4 separate regions of the Mus musculus genome follow, and regions 1, 2 and 4 are each linked to region 3. Evidence: chromatin contacts called from public HiChIP or PLAC-seq and Micro-C data. All regions are on one chromosome and are shown on one strand. Each heading gives the region's core, a stretch centred on a gene start, on an enhancer-like site or on the middle of the called end of the contact. The rest is flanking DNA. Distances are from core to core; before and after follow the strand shown.

Region 1 (2,700 bases), core at 164-2,663, 650 kb after region 3:
CAAGGGGCTACCAATTTTGCATACATTTTCTTATTCAATCTTCTTGACAACAGGCTAGAAAGGAAAACAGGTGGAGTACTGCTGCTTACCGGCAGGGAACTACTGCATAGTTATCGGCTTGCTTGTCCACTATCACGTTGCTAGCCTATTCTAGCGCATGGAATGTGACTTTACTCTGTTCTAACGCACTGTTTCCACCACTCAAGTGTTGTAGAAGTGTCTCCCACTATACCTGAGGAGGTTTCTGTGACTGTGTGCTCACTTCAATATTCTTACGAACACAATACCACCGTTTAATAATCGAATGATGCCTCAGCCCTAGCCCGCTACCTTTACAGTTCCTTTAGGGAGGACTTTACCTACTTGGGCGGCTCTCCACTTCTCCATGAGAAATGCTGCAGGCAGCGTCCACCCAAACTGTTCTTCCCATAAAATGTATGAAATGCAACACACAGGAAACATGCAACTCATACCATTTCCCAAAGCTCCTATTTCACTCTGATACATAAGGATCAAGTAGTTTCCAGTTCACACAGGGGGGCCAGCCTAAGACAACCCCTGAATAGGAAAAGGGTATCTTTCAGGTGTCTTAAAACGAAGGCAACCTAACCAACACTATTAGGCAGCCTTCCCTCTTTCTGCCGTCCTCCACTGAATTGCAGTTTGGATTTCCGGCGGGAATGTACGCGGAAAGATGAGATGGAGCTAAAAAGCACTAGAGCAATTACTTTGCCGGCTTAATTAGAAGACACAGAAGGCGCCCCGCCTTTCTAAATCTCTGCAGTGAACTCATCTATGAAAGCAGGCAGGGCATGGAAGCTAGAACAATCCCGCACCCAGCCATCGGTTTCTGCGGCTACCGGGAGCCAGTCCCTTTCCACCCGCGGTCCCCGGCCACCGGCGCCCTAGTGCGGAGTATCAGCCCTGCCGCACCTCCCCAGGCGGCCCCAGGTCTCATTGTCTGCACGGTGCAGCCCCGAGGGGCGCGGGGTGCAACCCAGGCCCCGCCGACCCCCTACCCACCGCAGGCCGCCTGGCGGGGCTCAGCCCAACGCTGAGAGCCTGACCGGCAAGGACCGCGCCCCGGGCTGCAGCCGTCCGCACTCGCTCGGAGGGCCACGCCGGGCGCCGGGCAAATGGAGACGGCAGCGCCTCCCGGGCACCCAGACCTCTCCTTTCCCGGACCTCGAGGGCCAGGTGGCGGAGCACTCACCGTGGCAGCCCCTCGGCCCTCCCGGAGCCCTGCGCTAGGCAGCAGCTGCTCGCGCCTCCAGTCGCCGCCGCCGCCGCCTCTCCAGGGGCGACGCTCCTCTCCCGAACGCTGAGAGCGCCCGCAGCTCCCGCGGCGCGCGCTCGGCGACTGACTGACCGACCCACAGAGCGGGCGTCGGCGGGGACTGGGCGGGGCGGCCGCAGAGCCCCGCGGCGCGGATCACAGAGCCCGCGCGTCCTGCCCCGGCACACTGGGCGGGGCTGAGGGCCGCGCGGCCCAAGGGCGGACCGACTTGCGCCTGACCGCGCGCTCCCCGCCGCGGCCACCGCTCACTTCCGGCGCAGGCGGCCGCGCGCCTCTCCTGCTCCCCGGCACGCGCGCACGCGCGCGCCCCTCCCGGCCTGGACAGCCGCACCCCCCACCCCCACCCAACCGGCCGCCCCTCAGGCGCCGGGCCGCACCCAGCCGCGGCCGTCCTCCGCGCCCTGCCTTTCCAGCGCGCGTCCGTGTGAGTCGCCTCCAGGAACCAATGAATCAGAGAATGAATGAGCGGAGAGGAAAATCCCGCCGCGGTCCCGCCCGCCGTGGCCCTTCCCGTGAAGCCTGCCCAATCACTCGGGTCCCAGGGTCTTGGGAGACTGAGGGCGGACGAGCAGACCTGTCCGGGCTGGGAGCCTTTGCCTGCCGCATGTGTCGTCTCCAGAACCAACCCTGGGCTTCCTCAGGCACTCGCCTACTATTGTTGAAATCTGGGAGCACTGCCCTAGGAAATCCCATTTTAGCTTAAACTCTGCAGTTTCGTGCAGTGTAAGGAAAGCTTTCAGGGATCAGACATTATTCCATTCATCTTTACCTTTTTCACGTCAGAGCCTGTTCATCTGTGTCCCTGGTTTCTGTTCTCCCTTATTGAATTTGTTCTCAGCAAGGGTGTTGGCGAACTTTCCTGAGCCCTGAGCTGTATTCCCTGAGTACTACACTTAAAATACTGGGTTTGATTCCAAGCTCCAAATTACTCAAATGCTGCTTATCTTAATGCAGTTTTGACTTAGGCAGACTTAGATTTCTTTCGATTTACGTCCTTATTATGACCTTCATGTAAAGTTGATCAAAGGAAAGGAAAAGTAGTATTAAATTACCTTTGCTTGGCTATGTACTTTGTTAGCATTGAAGAAATTGAGCTATGGTCTGGAATTGGCTGCATTGAACGTCCAGCATTCTTTTTTTTCTATGTCTTCTTGTCTGTTCTTTAACTGTTTCTGTATCTTGAATTTTCACCAAAAAAATAAAAGGAAAAAAAAAAAACCCATAAATAACCTATTTCCGAAATTCTGGCGATCTTTCTAAGAATGAGTATTCACTCCTCTAGTGTAGGATCAAATCCCAGTTTGACTAATTGCATTCTACTTCCTGATATTCTTGAAGAGTTCCAAGTAGTTTCAGTCTTTTAGTAGTCTTTTCCAAACTGCTGCACAATCTGTTTCAAACTG
Region 2 (2,700 bases), core at 6-2,505, 870 kb after region 3:
GGATATGTGTGGGTGTCACCTGCAAGCACAGAGATGGGGAGGGAGGGAGGGAGGGAGAGAGGGAGGAAGGGAGGGAGGGAGGGGGAGGGAAGAAGAGAGAGAGATGAACAAAAGGTTTATTTATGAAGTTTACATTTGATTTCCTTTCCCTTGATAACTTCCTCATCTGAGTTTAGTGTCTAGACTAAATTGATGTACATTTGGTGACTGAGGAAGAGGGTCAGAAAGGTGGGTTTGAATTAGCATCAGCAAAGTTAGCCAGATTCATACAGACTTTTTTTTTCAATTTCTTATGCACACACTGAGCATTCGATACGTTGGCATCCAAAGTGAGGGTTTTTGCTAACGTCTGGGAACCAGTGATATAGATGATATGAAGCAAGACTAGCTGGAGGTTGTCATGGGGATGCTTTTTCATTCCAAACAGGGTGCAACTCATGTTTCATTTGCTTTGTGCCTCTCTGTCCTGTCTTCTTCTTCATTCATCCAACAACATTTTGATGACCGTCTTCCCAGCTCTGAAAAGCGGACTGGGTACAGGAGAAACGATAGAGCAACGCTGTTGTCCTTATCTCTGCGTGGACCAATCAGAGTGTATTTTACAACCCTTCACCTCCTTCTATTCACCTTAAGGCACCTACTTAGTCCTGACTGTAGAACTTAGACATTGTGTATCTACTGTTACTCTGGTGACTGTATAGTTTCTTGTAGCTACTGCAGTCTGTCACTGTAGACAAACAACTGAGATTAGCTGTATTTCAGCAAGCTTTTACTTATGGATATTGGTATTTGATTCTCCTTTAATTTTCTTGCCAGATATTGTGATTCCTCTGATTGCTGCACCATCACCCTAGCCGTATGTACACATACAATCCATTCTTCAGCTCATGGCCTGTGCAGTGTCAGACAGTGGCTAGACTTGGCCTGTAGGCCGCAGTTTGCTGACCTCTGAGACAGAACCAAGGCACCACTTTTAAGCTTTGAGCTTGTCTTTGAACGCCAGACACCATCTAGAAGGGATCAGTCTGGGTGCATGTAAAGACCTCTTGGGAGTGTGAGTGTCCAAGTAACTTTATTTAAAAAAAAAAAAAAAGGCAAGGATTTGCAGAGAATGAGGGAGAGACTTTATCCAAGAGAGAGCTATCCTGGGGAGGAGAAACAGGAAACTAAAAGCAAAGGGGACGAGAATTTCAAGATGACAGCATCCTCGGGAAATTAGTGCTAAAAGCCCAATGATTACTGTTACATTTTCTTTGCTCTTTTCCCTCTCGTCCAACCATCAAATCCATGCAATCTCCAAGGAAACAAAATAAATTTTTATTCACAGTGGGGGTGGGGGGGTATGGCCCGTGTCCAAGGTAATGAAAAAGACGAATTACCCTGCAAATCCTTCCAAATGGACCACACTCAGCTCCAGTGTGGAGTGGGTGGAGCAGAGACCAGAAGCAGCTGTCTCAGGACTGGCCTCCTACCACTTTCCATGACTTTTTCAAATCTAAATTTAGCTACTATTTATAGGTGACCAGGAGAGCACACCCTCACCCGCACCCGCAACCCCTGCTGCTGCCCACTGGAAGGGCAAACTAAAGCTTGGCATTTCACAGGTAGGCGTGAAAGTCAGCTTTATACAGATCATAGACACTGACCCGGCCTTTGTCATCCCTTATCGCTGCTCCACCCTGTTTGTCTACAGCTGCTGGTTACACCCAAGGTACAAATAGTTCTTTCTGGAAACAGCCTGTGGGGGCACTCTGAGCCATACACTCATTCATTCTATCTGGGCATTTTAGAAATAGGGTAAGATTTAGCTTCATTTGTGCAGCCAAGAATAGGAAATTGCTCCCCAAAAGGTCAGATGCCTAAGATTTAATATGCAAGCAGCCTGTAATACCTAAGATTTAATATGCAAGCAGCCTGTAATACCTAAGATTTAATATGCAAACAGCCTGTAATACCAGGAGCAGGCACACCTCTCTCAGAATGGTGTATCCTGCAAAGCCAGGATACACTAATGTGTTCAAGTTACAGTCTGGGTGAACAGCCTTAGGACCTCCAAGACTTTTCTTATATAGTGTGTAGGACTGCTGTGTAGGTTATTCACTCAGTTCCTTCCCAGGGCCTCTACAGAGGCCATAAGAAAGACTTAAATCTGCTCAGCCTCCTCTTGAAGCTGTGACAGGAGAGTACTTATCTTGTGGAGCCTACTTCGATCTTTCTGCCGCTTGGTTACTAGCTTTATAGGGAGAGACATATTCTCAGTCTCAAAAGGAAGCAACCTAGGATGAAAACCACTGAGAACAAAACAGGAAGAGAGGTCCCAGCTCCTACAAGCACCTCTCTCCTGTTTGTTTGTTTGTTTGTTTTAACCTTCATTGCCCCTCAAATCTGGCCTCTTTCAGTAGGTTGTTTGTTTCGTGAATTAAGGTTAGTAATGCAAAAGTAAACTTCCAGGTTTAGAGCTCAGGGGGAAATTATGACTTATTGTGCCCCGTAGAATACTAAGTTTGGGGCTAATTCTTGTCTTTGCCCTTGAACCTTCTGGTGGGACAACGGCAGATTGTCTCTAGTTTCTACTCACTACTATATGAAAGGATTAGACAAAGGGACTTCTGTGTAGATGTCTTGTACTTTTTATATCCCACATTACAACTGTTTTATTTTTTCATATTATAGCTTTTATATACATGTGTATTTTTTGAG
Region 3 (2,700 bases), core at 152-2,651:
CCTGAGATCACAGGCTATGTGGGGGATCTGACTGTCTCCAGGACCCTAGGAACCTATCTAACAGCTTTCTACAGGAACCCAATAGGGCTTGAGGCCTAGAACCTGTTACCAGAACCACCACGCCTTGGTTAAGGGATCTTTTTAGAATGTATAGCTATTAAAGCCATAAAGGGATTAAGGATGCCACGTGCAGTCTGCATGTCGACTTTTTAATTGAAGAGGAACCCGCGTATTATGATTACTTTAGAATTTCTTGCCTTTCAGAGAGTTCTTATGAAAGCCATGGAGACTTATTTTCTCCACCAGACTAAACTATGAATGGTGGGCCAATGAAACGGCTCAGTCTGATGCATGAGTCTGATTCCCTGCACAGACATGTTAGAAAAGAACAGGCTGTCCTTTGACCTCTACATGCATGCACATGCTTATTCACAAACCAGATACATAAATGTAATAAATAAATAAATAAATAAATAAATAAATAAATAAATATGGGTGGTGCACCCAGTTCTGTCTCAAATAGAGAGGAGCAAGTGGAGGCCACAGCACTTTATAAACTTGCATCTTTCTAAGGTATAAGGGAACTGTAAAGTAACTGATTAAATAAATTCTTTATTACTTGAGATCTATAAGGGTGGGGGCTAGTAGCAACACTACTCGATAACTGAACTTCACAGATACCATCTAAAGTTGCATTCTAACCTGCAAATATAATCGTTCTGATATTTGAATCTTTGTAGCGCCAAAAAGAAAAGAGAAGAAAGATATAAAATACCCTAGAATTAAAGTTCTTTTATTTTAGAGCCCTGCTCATAGGTAGATGGAATTAGGGCAGAACAAAAAGATTGGGGGGCGGGGGTGAGGGGAGTCTCCAAAGAGATGTGCGTACGTGTTAACTTACAGACACCACTGCTGTAAGGAAATGAGTTTCAGAGGGAAAGAGTCGGTTCAGACCATCCCCGGGGACACCGTGGTCCCGTACAGTCCGTCCCTTTGGCCAAATTCCCGGAGTCCCAGGGGCTCCCTCCAGCGGGAAACAGGGACGCGCGTGGCCGGGCGCGCGCCTACACGTACACGCACGTGTACACACACACACACGCACGCACACACGTCCGCACACGCACGCAACCCCCCCTCACCCCCCACCCCCGCATCCCTCTACACAAGCCACAAGCGTTCCCTCCGCACCCCTCCTCCTGCCACGGCCGGTTTCCTCCGCCGCCCGACCCCTCGGGGGCGGGCCTCTTTCTCTTTAAAGAGCAGAAGCAGCCTCGGGAGCCGAGATGCGCGCAGCCAATCAGCGAGGCCGAGTGGCTCGAGCGCGCTGACGCTACACCAATGAGCGGCGGCAGGGGGCGGGGACAACGGAGGAGACACTATTGTTGATGAGGAGCCGCGGCGGCGGCTGCATCACCTCGTCGGTGCCCGTCGCTGCCCGCGCGCCCCCTGGTCCTGAAGTCAGGCTACGTCACCCGCTGGCTCAGGCCTTCCCTCGGGCCCCGAGCAGCCGGTCCCCGCCGCCCAGCACCCCCGGCCGCCGTCTCTGGGGCGGGGGGACCATGTCCCAGCGGGTGAGGCGCAATGGGTCTCCCACGCCCGCCGGCGCCCTCGCGGGTGGCGCGGTCGGCCCGCCCGGGGGCCCTGGGAGCCGCCTGCAGCCCATGAGGGCGACGGTGCCGTTCCAGCTGAAGCAGCAGCAGCAACATGGCAGCCCCACGCGGGGCGGCGGCGGCGGCGGCAACAACGGAGGCAACGGAGGCGCCTCAGGCCCCTCGGGCGGCGGCGGCAGTGGCGGCCCGCGCACCGCCTCACGCAGCACCAGCCCCACGCGCGGCGGCGGCGGCAGCGCGGCGGCGCGTACCAGCCCCACGGTGGCCACGCAGACGGGAGCGTCCGTGACGTCCACGCGCGGTACCAGCCCCACGCGCGGCACGGCGCCTGGGGCCCGAAGCAGTCCTCCGCGCCCGCAGCCGCCACCGCCCCTGCTGGGCACCGTGTCGTCGCCCAGTTCGTCGCCCACCCACCTGTGGCCGAGCGAGGTGATTGCGGCCCCACCCTCCGCCCGCGTCCGCCACCGGAGGAGGTCCCCAGAGCAGGGCCGACCCTCGGCGGAGAAGAGGAGCCCCAGCGCCCCGGTGTGCAAAGCAGGTACGTGGAGGACAGGGGTCCTGTGCCGCCGAGTGGGGACTGCAGCGCTCCGGTGGGGCGGGGCGGGGCGGGGCGGGGCGTGCGGTCCGCCACCCCTGCGTCTTGCCCGTGCGGGTCTCCGCCGTGGAGGTGCGGCCGCTAACCTTGGGCCTGGGCTCAATTTGTGGAAATCATAAACCCTGGGGTTTGGCCTTGCGTCGCTACTGCTGGGGCTGGTCCTGTCACTTTTGGTGACGCGGTTAATGCTTGCAAATAGCACTTGTGTGCTGCTTAGTGTTTCTGTTCCACAAAACAGTTTCGGATCTGGAGGACTGAATGCATCAGCAAAGGCGGATTTGGATCATTGAAGAGTTGTGAAGCTGGGAGCAGTTTTTGCATTTCGTAAGACTTAATGAGTAGCAAGAAGGGAGAAGTTAAGCAAGATTGCTTTGGGGTGTGTGCATAGGTCTATGTATGTGTTTACACATATACGTAAATGGTAGATAGCTAGCCTGAGGGTCTGAGTGTGTTTCTGAGATACTGGTTTTATTTCTCTTAGACTTATTCTTTGCT
Region 4 (2,700 bases), core at 170-2,669, 940 kb after region 3:
AATGTTCAGTCAGGGCTGAAAGCCACTGGTCTAGACAGGGTTGCTCAGAGGCCTTTCAATAATAATGCCCTGTGACTTTCCAGCATGGAACACAAGCAAATCACTCTTGCAATGAAGAAAGTAGACATAAATATAAGCTCTGCTGACTGCAAAGCATTCCCAGTGACTTGAATATGATTCAGGGCTGCCAGCATTCATTCTGTGGTGTGGAAGCTGCGGGAAAGGCCAGGGGTGGGAGAGCTGAATGACTGGCCTTTGTGTTCCAATTATAGTCAGCTTGAGTTGCTAGAAAGAGATAGGAATGTCTGCTGTCAATTTCCTTTAGAAAAAGATAGATCAGAATTCATTTTGTGTCACTGCCTCTGGCTTGCCTCTGGCTTGCCGAGCTTGCCGCTGCCCCCAGAGTGAAAGGTCTTTCACGCAGTTATTATTGGAGATTGCATTTCTGATTCCAGACTGTACATTAATAAATTAAGGCCATGACTAGTAATATTCACCAAATGAAAATACTGCAACAAGTACAAGCCTTTTAAATGGCCTCAGACAATGAAGCTTTTTCAGACCCCGTTCCTTCATGCTTGTTATCGCTGAAAAGCATTTTTGTAGCCTTTATTAAAAATGGGGAAAGATCACGTTTGAAAGCATGGGCTTTTGAAGCCTCTCTTGTTATAAGCGTGTATATGAGGAACATGCAGAAAACATAACTAGCTGAGCAAGGCAGAAATTAAGGAAAGTAAAGCTGATATGTGTGAACCTTTTTTTGCATGCCTTTTTAATATGAGAGGGTCTAAAGTCAATGTTGGTTTTTTTTTTTTTTTCGAATGGCTTTAGGTATCTTTCTCAATTGTGTGCCTTTTTTGCTGTGTTACCATAGTGAGTAATATTAATAGAATCCAAATACTAAACCCTTGACCTGATTCTTGATTATTATGTCATATTCATTAGGTATTCTATCTAAATTCATCCATTTCTTCCCCAACATTATTGATGATAATCAGCTCCTTCTGCCCACTATAATGAAGCAGCTGTGTGAGCTGTGCAAGGACAATATTAACTCTACAGCCATGTGACTTAAGAGGAAAGTTGTCACTCTGAGATAGCCAGAAACAAAGGGCAAGCAAAGGGCAGCAGTAGTATGCAAATATGGAGCTCCTGGTGTTTAGGGGTTCCCCTCCCACACGCTCTGCTTTCCTTTAGAACACGTGTTTCCATTAAGAAACAACCCAACCATTAATCCCTTCAGATAAGCTCACAATGTTTCACATAATCTAAGAATAATGTCTCAAAGATGAGACCGGCTCGTTTGGTTACGCTATCAACACCGTTTGCAATCCTCCATCCACTGTTCCCTTTTAAGTCCGTGCTCAGGGGCCTCTCTTATAGCCATTACTAAACAATCAAGGGGTGTGGGGGAAGTATGGAGCAGAACTATGAGGAAGTAAGAATGGAGAAGCCTCGAAGCAGAGCTCCAGCAATAAGTTGCCCCGAGGGTGGGTGTGGCTAGAATGGACTCTTAGCTTGAATTTCCAGGTGTGGAATCTACAAGACAGTTGAGGACGAGGTTCTGGAACTCTGTAGAGGATTTGGGTTAAGTGTCCATAGATCACAGTGATTGGCTTGTAGGTGGTACTAAGTGGAGTCCCGGGAATGTATGAAATTACACACGGAGCAAGCGGAGAGAGCGGCGAGCAGTAAGAAAGGCATCATGAAAGGACAACATGCCTGTGGATAGAGAGAAGGGAGACAGGAAACAGTTTAGCAAGAAGTCTGGAAGGAAAAAGAAAAAAGCAAGTCTCCTTTTGTGACTTTAACCTTGTCTTGCTCCAGGCTTCCCCACCCCCTGTGACTAACCACCTGCCAGCTGTGTCTTAAGCAAACAGCTGTCTCTGATGACTTCCTATCTCCTCTCCTCAGCAAGTCTTATCAATTCCTAATGATACCTGAATTTGTTCTCTCCTCTTTCTCTTTCCATTGGAACCCTCGATGTCCCTCTGACCTGTTAACCTAACGTCTCTGCCCTGGACAATGGAAGTAGTCTCTTCACTGGTCCTCTGCCTCTGATCCTGACCCCTACCCCTTACCTGGACACTTACTGGCCACTGAGGAGAGTACTTACAAAGCATGACGACCCCTACCATTGCTCTGCTCTGCTTAAGTCCTAGCTTGCTTCTACGGCATAGCACAGCTTAGCATTCCTGCCAGACTCTCAAGCCTCAGCCTGAACTCATCCCCCTCCCACTCCCCAAACCCAGCTGGAGTGACCCTCTTGCTATTTTTTTGAGTATACCAAATTCTTCCCATGGCACTGTCTCTGCTATTCCTCCATGTAAAGTGGTCTGCCCCAGACCTACACAGGACCGGAACTGTTTTTCAACGAGGCCTCACCTTAAGAGCTGCCTCCAAAGAGGGGATTTCCCTAGCCACGGGGTCAAATTGGCAGAGAGTGTTTAAGTTGCTAGAGCCTTTGTTAATAAGGTATCTCCCACTAGGTGGCTTAAACAATAGACACTAAGTATCTCCTGGTGGAGAGAAACCTGAGACAAAGGTTTGTTTCCCTCTGTGAGCTAGAGATTGTTACAGGCTGTCCTCAGGCTTGCGTGTTGGCAGGCATCTCCTTTTATCCTGTTGGATTCCTCTATGGGTGCCTCTGTCCAAAGCCCCTCCTCTATCAGGCTATGGCTCACTGGAGTAAGGTTCACG

Evidence for each region. A called contact is a pair of places that touch in the nucleus more often than the background predicts. HiChIP or PLAC-seq counts read pairs in DNA pulled down with a chosen protein or histone mark.
Region 1: a Micro-C map of embryonic stem cells shows a contact between it and region 3, with 7 times the contacts expected there. The contact joins the promoter of Raph1 here to the promoter of Fam117b in region 3. A contact is called at or near these places in 3 of 39 promoter capture datasets (the C10 cell line, pre-B cells and second pharyngeal arch cranial neural crest), 2 of 484 Hi-C or Micro-C datasets (both in embryonic stem cells) and 1 of 115 datasets of contacts at active chromatin or transcription factors (astrocytes).
Region 2: a contact with region 3 is called in an HNF4G HiChIP or PLAC-seq map of pancreatic cancer cells. The contact joins the promoter of 2310016D23Rik here to the promoter of Fam117b in region 3. A contact is called at or near these places in 3 of 39 promoter capture datasets (liver, pre-B cells and stem cell-derived epiblast-like cells) and 1 of 115 datasets of contacts at active chromatin or transcription factors (pancreatic cancer cells).
Region 4: an H3K27ac HiChIP or PLAC-seq map of embryonic stem cells shows a contact between it and region 3, with 4 times the contacts expected there. The contact joins the enhancer-like site here to the promoter of Fam117b in region 3. A contact is called at or near these places in 6 of 39 promoter capture datasets (the C10 cell line, HPC-7-derived erythroid cells, frontonasal cranial neural crest and 3 more), 7 of 115 datasets of contacts at active chromatin or transcription factors (the 230-238 cell line, T-cell acute lymphoblastic leukemia, embryonic stem cells and 1 more) and 1 of 9 other capture datasets (adipose tissue).

The regions. Positions count from the first base shown.
Region 1 is chr1:60,565,352-60,568,051 of GRCm38.p6, forward strand. It overlaps Raph1 (Ras association (RalGDS/AF-6) and pleckstrin homology domains 1), which reads right to left and starts at 1,414. Exons shown (of 14, transcript NM_001045513.3): 1 at 1,214-1,414.
Region 2 is chr1:60,777,206-60,779,905 of GRCm38.p6, forward strand. It overlaps 2310016D23Rik (a long non-coding RNA gene), which reads left to right and starts at 1,256. Exons shown (of 3, transcript XR_865459.1): 1 at 1,256-1,711.
Region 3 is chr1:59,911,605-59,914,304 of GRCm38.p6, forward strand. Fam117b (family with sequence similarity 117, member B) reads left to right here and starts at 1,402. Exons shown (of 8, transcript NM_001037725.3): 1 at 1,402-2,148. The coding sequence starts at 1,560.
Region 4 is chr1:60,851,127-60,853,826 of GRCm38.p6, forward strand. No RefSeq gene overlaps it. Among named protein-coding and RNA genes, the nearest start is that of Gm38137, 11 kb to the right of the region's middle. Within about 2 kb of position 1,420, at least 123 of the 459 cell types and tissues checked have an H3K27ac peak or open chromatin away from gene starts, as enhancers often do. A contact at or near this core is called in T-cell acute lymphoblastic leukemia, adipose tissue and embryonic stem cells, where this site is marked.